Linked DNA regions of Mus musculus: region 1 is linked to region 2. Evidence: chromatin contacts called from public Hi-C data. All regions are on one chromosome and are shown on one strand. Each heading gives the region's core, a stretch centred on a gene start, on an enhancer-like site or on the middle of the called end of the contact. The rest is flanking DNA. Distances are from core to core; before and after follow the strand shown.

Region 1 (4,465 bases), core at 1,705-4,204, 160 kb before region 2:
GAATATGATCCCATATATGTTATTATTTTTAAAAAAATAGAAATAACTGCTATGGGACCAAGGAGATGGGTAAAGGCGCTTGCCAAAGGCCTGATTAGCCTGAGTTTCATCACTGGAACCTACAAAGTAGTAGAGAGCCAACCCCTGCAAGCTGTCCTTTACCCTCTGTCAGTGTGTTGTGGCATCATGCATGGCACCACATATGTACACATACATATAAGTAAAGAACCTGCTGTGGTGGACCACATATGTGTGTGTCTGTGCTTATAAACATACAGACTTGTCTGAGAGAACACACTAAACAAAGAGCTGGCTCTAGAGATGCTTCTAAGTTTTCTACAATAGTCACACAATGCTTTTATTACCAAAAGAGAAGAGCCAAAGTCAGGGAGGGAGAGGCAGGAAAATACATTTTTCAAAGAGTTCTTTTTAAAATTGATCACAATACTTAATGTTGGGAACTATCTTTAGGTAACTGGAAAATTCCTAGTCCAAACTGCACATATAGGGACTTGGCCTTGCCACGGCCTGTGCTCAGGTACACTTTATCATTAACTTAATAGAGAATTAGGCAGCCCGCTGAGCCACTCGCTGGGCCACAGTCCAGAAGTGAATTCCCTTGCAGCTTTCCAAAAGGAGGTCAAACAAGTCCTCTGGGACTCTCAACAGAAAGTTGCCAAAGGCTAAATCTGGCATAGAAGCCAGGGGCTGGTCTGGGATAAACTGTGCCAGCATATGTCGGTTCTGCTTTCAAGGCCCTGACGAGAACAGGAAGGGTGGGAGAGCTGCTTCCAAGAGCAGCCTTACAGCAAGAGATGGAGTCGGGCTGAACCTGCAGATGTGGATTCTTCACTACCACCTCGACCACTCCTGTCCTGTTTGAATCTGGTTTTATTAACCTTCCTGTTCTTTCCTCAAGCAATCCATCATGTCAACCCAGTCACTCCAACTGTGACCAGACTCAAGGCAGAAAAACAAAACCAGTAGTGAGATGTTTTTGTTTTGGTTTGGTTTGGTTTGGGTTTTGGTTTCTTATCCCTCTCTTCATCCAAACCTCTATTTTATTTTAAATGTATAAAAAGCAGCCAGTTTTTTAATTAAGTGACTTTTTTGATCCTCTTTTCTGCTATGATATTTTATTAAATTATAATTCACAGATCCAATTCCTTATTCAAAGTCAGTGATTTTGATCATATTTCCAGGGGCTCGGTCATCGCGATACGTTTTAGACTACTTCCAACACTCCTGTTTAGCCACTCCCTGTTTCTCCCCAACCCTCTCTATCTACTACGCTCCACATTTATCACACCTGAAGGCATTCAGTACACGATGACTTACGAACGGCTTCCTTCACTTTGCTTAATGTTACTGAAGTCCAGGCCTGCTGTGGTGTGTGTCCTTATTCTCTGCTGTTTTCCTTTCAGGGTGGTTGGTTTGATTGTTTGGTTTGGTTTGGTTTGAGGCAGGGTCTCCTGTGGTCTAGATTGACCTTTGAACTCTCGATCTCCCTGCCTCCACCTCCCGTTTTGATTAGAGATGTGCACCAGCATACCTGCCTTGTACTCTAAGTGGCTGGATGGCACTCTGTCTATAAGACACTTTCATTTGTCTGTGCTGGTTCTCACTTTGGAATAATATGAGCAGTGGCACTGTGAACATTAGTGCACGTGTTCTGTGTGAGCACACATTTTTCAATTCTTTTGTGATATACCCACAAATCAATGGATTGTGTGGTGGTGTCATGTGTTTAAGTGTCTGATAAACTACTAAGCTGTTTCTCAAAGCAACTGTGCCATTTCTAAATTCCCACCAGCAATTTATATCAGTTTCCGTTTCTTCACATGCTTACCAATACTGACATTTGTCTTTTTATTTTGTGTGTGTGTGTGTGTGTGTGTGTGTGCATGGACGCACGCGTTTCTGCACATGTACGCATTCCTGCACATGTGCGCACGCGCATACATGCAACGAGGCCAGAAAGGGTCAGCTCTCCTGGGTATTGGAGTTACAGGTGGTTGTGAGCCATTTAATGTGCTTGGAATTAATTATGAAGAGCAGGAAGCACTCTTAACTGCTATGCTATCTCTCCAGCCCCACCTGCCCCAACCCAGTTTTGTCCTTTTTACTACAGCTGTCCGAGTGATGTGAAGTGGTTTTTCATTCTAGTTTTGGATGGCATCTTCATACTGGCTAATGACAGTGGAACATATTTAGGCCAGTGAGACAGCTCAGTAAGTAAGGGCACAGGCTGCCAAGGTTCACAACCTGAGTTTCATATCTGGGACACATACGGTGGAAGGAGAGAAATGTTTCCGCAAATTGTCCGCTGACCTTCACAAGTGTGCCATGACACTTGTGTGCACACACAGACATATGCATAGACACAAAGTAAATAATTAAATATAATGAAAAAATGTAAACATAGTTTTGGGGCCGGAGAGATGGTGCAGTGGTTAGGAATGTGCACTGCTTCTTATGGAGGATTCTAGATCAGTTCCCAGCACCCACATCAGGTGACAGGTGATTTATACAGCGCCTATAATTCAAGCTTCGGGGCAACTAATGCCTCTGGCCTCGGCAGACACCTGCACTTCAAACACATAGACTCCATACACATGACTTTAAAAAATAATGAAAATATGAAAAATACATTTCATGTGTTTACTGGATTTTTATATGCCCTGTTATTTTAATGCTATTGTAAATGACACTCTTTAAAAAAAAAAAAAAAAAAAAGATTGTTTAGTGCTGGTATTTAAAAATAAAATTGTTCAGTATCTTGATATTTGACCTTCCAGCCTTGCCAAACTGGTCGGGTAGTTTAATAGTTGTTTTTGTTCTAGTTTTCGAGGCTGGTCGGCTTGAAGAATGCAGAGAAGATTGCTCAACTCATCTGGGACTGACTCTCAGCTGTCCCGTTCCGTCAAGTCCTTATTTTCTCCCAATTACTGACTTACTTATCTCCAGGAGTAAACTCTTAGCACATTCCTTTTGAAAATTTGCCTGCCCCTGGGCTGCCTTTCTGACCTATGGCAGGTGTCTCTTTCGCTACTAATCCTACTTAACTAAAGACTCAGCCAGCAGTTACCACATAAACTATGACGCCGACTTTTCCAGGAGAAAAAGACTACAGTGAATTCCTCATTGCTCTGTCTTCTTCACTTGGATTGCATGCACTCATTTCTGTCCTGCAAATTCAATGAACCTAGGTTTTGTGTTGTTTGGGATCAGTGAGCCTGTGTTCCTTCAAGCTGTTGTAATAAAATACCATAAAGTACGTGCCTTATAAACAACCTAAGTTCCTAGCTCACAGGTCTAGAGACAGGGAAGTCCACGATCAAGGCAGTAGCAAATGATAGCTCAGATGAGGAGGGCCAGCTTCCAGGCATCATCTCCCTGACTTCTCACACAAGGGACAGTGTGCGAGTCTGGGAGGATTTTTTTATAAGGCCATTCATCCTGCTCATGAGGGCTCTGCCTTCACAAACTAACCACCTCGTAAAGGCCCTAATGTATTAGACCATGGGTTAAATACATTTGCAAATATGCCATAATATCAGAAGAAAATGACCAGAGCATAGCCTCAGACTCTTGTCTACTAAGTCAAAGGCTACTTCTGCTATAATTGCTACTTTAAATTCTTTGCAGCTAAGGAAAATATGGAGCTGGTGATAACTCGGTTGCAGGGAATGTGTCTAACATACACACTCAAGTTTGATCTTCAGTACTTAAAAAAAAAAAAGAGTGGAAATACATTATAATACAATCTCCAAAAGGCAGTATGTGTGAGAGAACAAATTACATAGGTCTGTATTACATTGATTTTCCAACGTTATTACAAGAAATCAGCACAAAATTAGTGGCTTATACAACACAAATTTATCATACTTCAGATTATAATTTAGTGTAAGTCTCACCAGGCTAAAAATGTCAGGACTGCATTCCTTCCTGAGGGATTCCTGCTTTATTAGCATGATTTGGTCCTATATAGTTATACCACATGTCTCTGCTCCTTGTCTCTTCTCTCCTTTCATCTAGGGAGGTCTCCCTTAATCCTAGCAGCCTCTTTCTGCTCCTTGCATGTAACCTTCTATAATTCAAAACCAACAACCACACATCAATTTTTTTTCATACTGCATCTCTTTGAGCATCCTTCAGAGTTCACAGCTGAGAAGACTTCCTCACCTTTAAGAATCTTTGTCATTAGATTGGCCCTACCCAATTAACCTAAACAGAGTAAGGGAGGAGAATGCGGAATGACTAAAGAGTAAGGACTTCCTTTTGGCAATAAAAAAGCATTGTGGTTATGTAGTGGTGATGCCTGTGTAACCATGGATACCCTGTAACCCACAGACCAGGATAAAATGATACAGTTAATACGTGCATGTTATATTTTATATATAACATTTTTTAATAGAAAAACCATTTAAAAGTATATTTTAATTATTTACGGGGCAAGAGAGAT
Region 2 (4,510 bases), core at 1,761-4,260:
GGAAACCCCCAGATGTAGGAACTGTTGTTCACAGACGAGGAAACACAAGGAATAGAAAAATAATAACCAATGAACTATAATAAACTTACCCCACGCCACATGGTCACTAGCTGTAAGAGCCAGATTCACTGCCTGGAAACCCCAGAGCTTTAAGTGTCACACATCAGTGCCAGACCCTACAGAACGGTTCCTACAGACTCTCACACTCTCTCTGGAAGGAGAAGCCTTCCCTACATGATGGCAGAGCCAACTGAGGATGGCTAAGGGTGTGACGGGACCTTAGCAAAGACGAAAAATAAAATTAAATATACATTTAAAAGATGAAGTGACAGATTTGAGGTTGCTCAATGAGGCAAGAGGGGAAAGGTTCACCACCACCCCCAGGAGCGCCACAGGCCTTGTTATTATATCTTCTATTTCCAAACAACAAAAACACCCCCTTCTAGGGGCAGTTTCAGGACTTTTAAGAATGATGCCCACCTAGCAGTAAGGCAATGGGACCAGAAACCAGAAACCAGACAAGGATATACTCAGTACCCAGGGCAATTGGCCAAACTTTGTCTCACCTCTCCAGGACTCTAAAGAATGGAAGTCTAATGAGTGGGTGGAGGAAGGATGGGCAGGCTTAACAGCCATCCAGTAAAGAGCCCTTTGCCATACTCTCCCAGGTCCCGACTGCCTGGGGCCAGCAAGGAGTTCCTGCCCAGCTGGAGGGTTGCTGGGGAGAGATGGGTGGATCCTCTAAGGCTGGCTGCAATATAGGTGTCTTAGTTGGAGCTGCGATTGCTTTGCTGCAGGCTAGAAATTGCAGGCTAAAGTACCAGGAAGGCCTAGGGAGAGAGAGCTGCTCAGCCTACAGACAGTATGGGGAAGAACTTCTGTCCCAGGCTCCCTGCTGCTCTTCTGGGGATCCAAACCCATTGCTCTGGCTCCCATCACCCAGTCATAATGACAGTCTCCAGCCTCAGAATTAAAATTTGCCAAACACCCACTTTGCTGAGAATAGAGAACTCATCTCGCGTTCAGAAATGACCTCATGATTCATCTTTGACATTTCGGAATCATTTTCAAAGATTTCTATTAAGTCACAGAAGTGAAAGAGGAGTGAGAACAGTTGATTCATTATGCTGTCTCCTCTCTCTGTCCCTTTATCTGAGGGTGGCCTGTCTTCCAATAATGGATGGAGCAACAATAACTATTTGTTTGAAAGCCACATCTAAAACCTAGGTTTTAAAATAAGATTTGTCCTCATGGAAAACAACGATCTGTCCACCTGTGGACATACAGACTTCGTCCCAGAAGACTGACACGTGGAAAGTTTTTATAGAGTCCCGTGTCTCTTATGTTGCACGCAGTAATTCAAAGCTATTCAGTGTGTTTCCCTGAGTCAGGAGCCACTGAAATGAAAAAAACACCACAAGTGTCAGCAATAATGACAAGATCAATACGAACCACCACCGCTGGGGAGGCGCCGGAGATGTTAGCTTGGCATTGCATGCCTGAGAAGCGCCACATTTTCAGAGAATTTTCTAGTGCTGGACTAATGCACCACACAGAGAACCTCCCCAGAGCCAAAGGTGGGAAAACCCCTTAGGTTTTGCTTGTGACAGAGGGCATGGTCTCGCAGAACGTGCCTGAAGCCACAAAGCTGTACTCAAATCACCCTTGGAGCCAGGGTCCTGACTGTCATTTACATCGTTGGTATCATTTCTTTGATGGGGATAAGTATGGCGAATCGTAAAACTGCTGAATGCTTGGATAATTGTTATTTCATCTGTACGCCTGGGTTGAGGTGCTCTGACGCTATAGACATTGTGACGTGTCCTTGTGTGGATTTAGGGCTGACTTCTGTGTAGAAGACTGACTGGAGGGGACGTCTTAGGAGATCCATCTGTCTTGTGCAATAATTTGGATGACTGAAACTGAGGTCTGACTTAGTCATTCTTGCTACACAATCTAAATTTCTTTTTCATTGTCAAGCACACAAGTCAGCATAAGGGACCCTCGCCTTCTTCAAGACGGTTCAAATATCAAACAGCAAACAGTTTAAAAGCACTGATTTAAAAGCACCTCCTTTCATACATAGCCTTGAGCATGAGCTGTTTATTGGTCATCAAATTACGTAATGGTCAGAAGCGTATTCATAATATGCTTATGCTCCAGCAACAGACTCAGGAATGCAGGCTCCTCAAGCATGACAAAAGTCATCAGCTTCGCTGTTAAGTCGAAGCTGATAGTCCTGACCCATCAAAATCTCCCTGACCACAGAGCCAGCTCAGTGACAAACACAAGATCCCTCAGAGGGAGGGGACACTGAAGGGCCCAGCAATACCCACATGTCCTGCTTCTGGGCCCAGCCACTGGCACTCACGCCTCTTCCATTTTCCACAGAGTTCCTGTGAGGAGGATTCTCGCAGTGAAGCAAGATTATCTACCAAAACATCTTCGGCTAAGTGTGAGCCCAGACTTCCAGCCATTGACCAAGCATCTGTCAAGCAGAAACACAAAGGCACCATGACACTAAAGAAGTCAGAGAAAGTGAGCCCCAGCAAACCCTCTCCAGGTGAGTGGCTTCCTTTCTGAGATCCATCGCCAACATCCCAGTCTTAACAATCACAGCAAACAGGTGGGGTTAACTAATCTAGGGCTTGCCAAGTACCCAGTTAGGTCTTGGGAGGCCAATGAGCCTGTACAAAATTAATTTCTCAGTAGAATATGCTCCCATATCTTCAGGCCCAACTCTCCACATCCTGTGCTCTTCCTTACAAATGCTGCCTCTTGTTCTTCTGCCACAGTTCTTCTGTGGTGGGGACGGGTGGAGGCGATAAAGGCATTTGGCCCCAGGTATCAAGTTTTATTACTAAGGCAAGAAGAGCTTTCAAAAGCATCTGAATGACATTATTTACAGCTGAGAGCAAGAGTAATAAAGTCCTCCAGTCCCGGGGTTGTCCTCTCAGGGAGAAAGGGAACTTGCTAAATCCTCCCTTTTGTGTGATTTGGTAAATAATTCACTCTTATGCTGCCTTTGAAGCAAAGGCCAGTCCTCTGTTTGGGGCAGGAGAGACTCATACTATCTAACAAGAAGCTCAAATGGAGGGAAAGTTTAGAATGCCTCAGGCTCCTCCCATCAAAGGCAACATCTGTGGGACAAAACTGTGTCCTCTGGGAACCACATGCCAATTGGGGTAACTAGGCAGAAAGGTCTGCCTCCTGGGAAAGGAGCCAAACTTAACTGCTAAAGAATTCAATTTGTAAATAGCAAATAGCACGCAAGTCATTAGAATCCCAATCACAGCTTCTTCCTAATCCTAAATAGCGCTGTCATGCAACCACTGGTCTGGTTAAGTCCGAATGCATTTGTAGAAAATGGCACCTTTCACTCAGCTTAACCACCCACATTCGTTAATGAAGTCAAGACCAAATTGACTTCTAAAGTGCTGTCCTCTTGTCTTGGCAAAGCACCAACTGCTGCTCCTTATTTCGTTGTGGGTGGGGGATGGGGGTGGGGAGATATGGGGATGCTTCAAGTCAATTTCTCGTTTGAAAGACTTAATAGAAATTAGGGTTTTAATTCAACTATCTTAAGGCTAGAGTAGAGCGCAGGTGAGTTCACTCTGCAAATACTATATTGACTTGAGGTTGGGTTTTAACCGCTATACTCTGAGGGTGAGTTCAAATCATGCAACTCCATATAGTTAGCCTTCTCACTAAAACCCTGGTAGCTGTCTGTTTTGTCATCTGTGGATAAAAGTCATTAAAATGAACCTTTGAGGTCCACTCTGTGATTTGGGTTGTCTGATTAATAATACAGATGTTTTTCAGACTGAGCAAGCTCTGTGTGGAACTCACAATACTGACAGACAGGGAGTTAATTCACATTCCATTCTATAAAACATCAAACTTTGAAGAATGATCAGGCTAAAACCCGCCAGGGTTTAGGCAAGAAATCCAAGTTGATGAAAGGAGATCTTTTTTCACCAAACAGCAGATCTGACATAGCAAATGTGTTTTCAAGCTACCATCTTTATCTTTCTGTTATGTTCTAGGCAGAACTCAAGACCTATAGAGCTATAAGCAGGCTGGGGGGGGGGGGGCTGGCTGCCCAGCCAGCACAGGGATTTGGAGGTTAATATCAATGCCATGGAGACTGAGTGAGAGGGTACAGCAATCTGAGATGTAGCCCCTTCCCCCACCCCAATCAAACCCCTGCCTGCCAATCCCACCCATAGCCCAGAGTGTTAACTACCATGCACAGGGCCTCAGATTAAAAGGACAAGAGAGAAAGAGGCTAAGACTGGGTCCCAAGTTGGATCGCAAACTCAAGGCCAGCCTGGGTCACATAGTAAGACCTTGTCTCAACAAGAAGAGGACGAGGAAAGAGGGAAAGTTAGGCAAGAACAGGTCACTGGTGGGTGGAACCACTGGTTTAATGAGTGTTGGCTCTTCCGATTTCTTTTTTTTTTTTTTTTTTTTTTTTTTTTTTTTTTTTGCTGGCATCCAAATATTTTTT

What was found. A called contact is a pair of places that touch in the nucleus more often than the background predicts.
Region 1: a Hi-C map of muscle stem cells shows a contact between it and region 2, with 1.6 times the contacts expected there. The contact joins two enhancer-like sites. A contact is called at or near these places in 1 of 39 promoter capture datasets (neural stem cells), 3 of 484 Hi-C or Micro-C datasets (bone marrow-derived macrophages, muscle stem cells and nephron progenitors), 8 of 115 datasets of contacts at active chromatin or transcription factors (bone marrow-derived macrophages, embryonic forebrain, embryonic hindbrain and 4 more) and 4 of 9 other capture datasets (adipose tissue, embryonic stem cells, liver and 1 more).

Annotation. Positions count from the first base shown.
Region 1 is chr11:105,570,655-105,575,119 of GRCm38.p6, reverse strand. The region is part of intron 3 of Gm39422 (a long non-coding RNA gene); the gene reads right to left. Among named protein-coding and RNA genes, the nearest start is that of Tanc2, 17 kb to the left of the region's middle. Within about 2 kb of position 2,954, at least 6 of the 459 cell types and tissues checked have an H3K27ac peak or open chromatin away from gene starts, as enhancers often do. A contact at or near this core is called in muscle stem cells, where this site is marked.
Region 2 is chr11:105,406,696-105,411,205 of GRCm38.p6, reverse strand. Marchf10 (membrane associated ring-CH-type finger 10) reads left to right here. Exons shown (of 12, transcript NM_172568.2): 5 at 2,392-2,563. Among named protein-coding and RNA genes, the nearest start is that of Gm39417, 41 kb to the left of the region's middle. Within about 2 kb of position 3,010, at least 23 of the 459 cell types and tissues checked have an H3K27ac peak or open chromatin away from gene starts, as enhancers often do. A contact at or near this core is called in muscle stem cells, where this site is marked.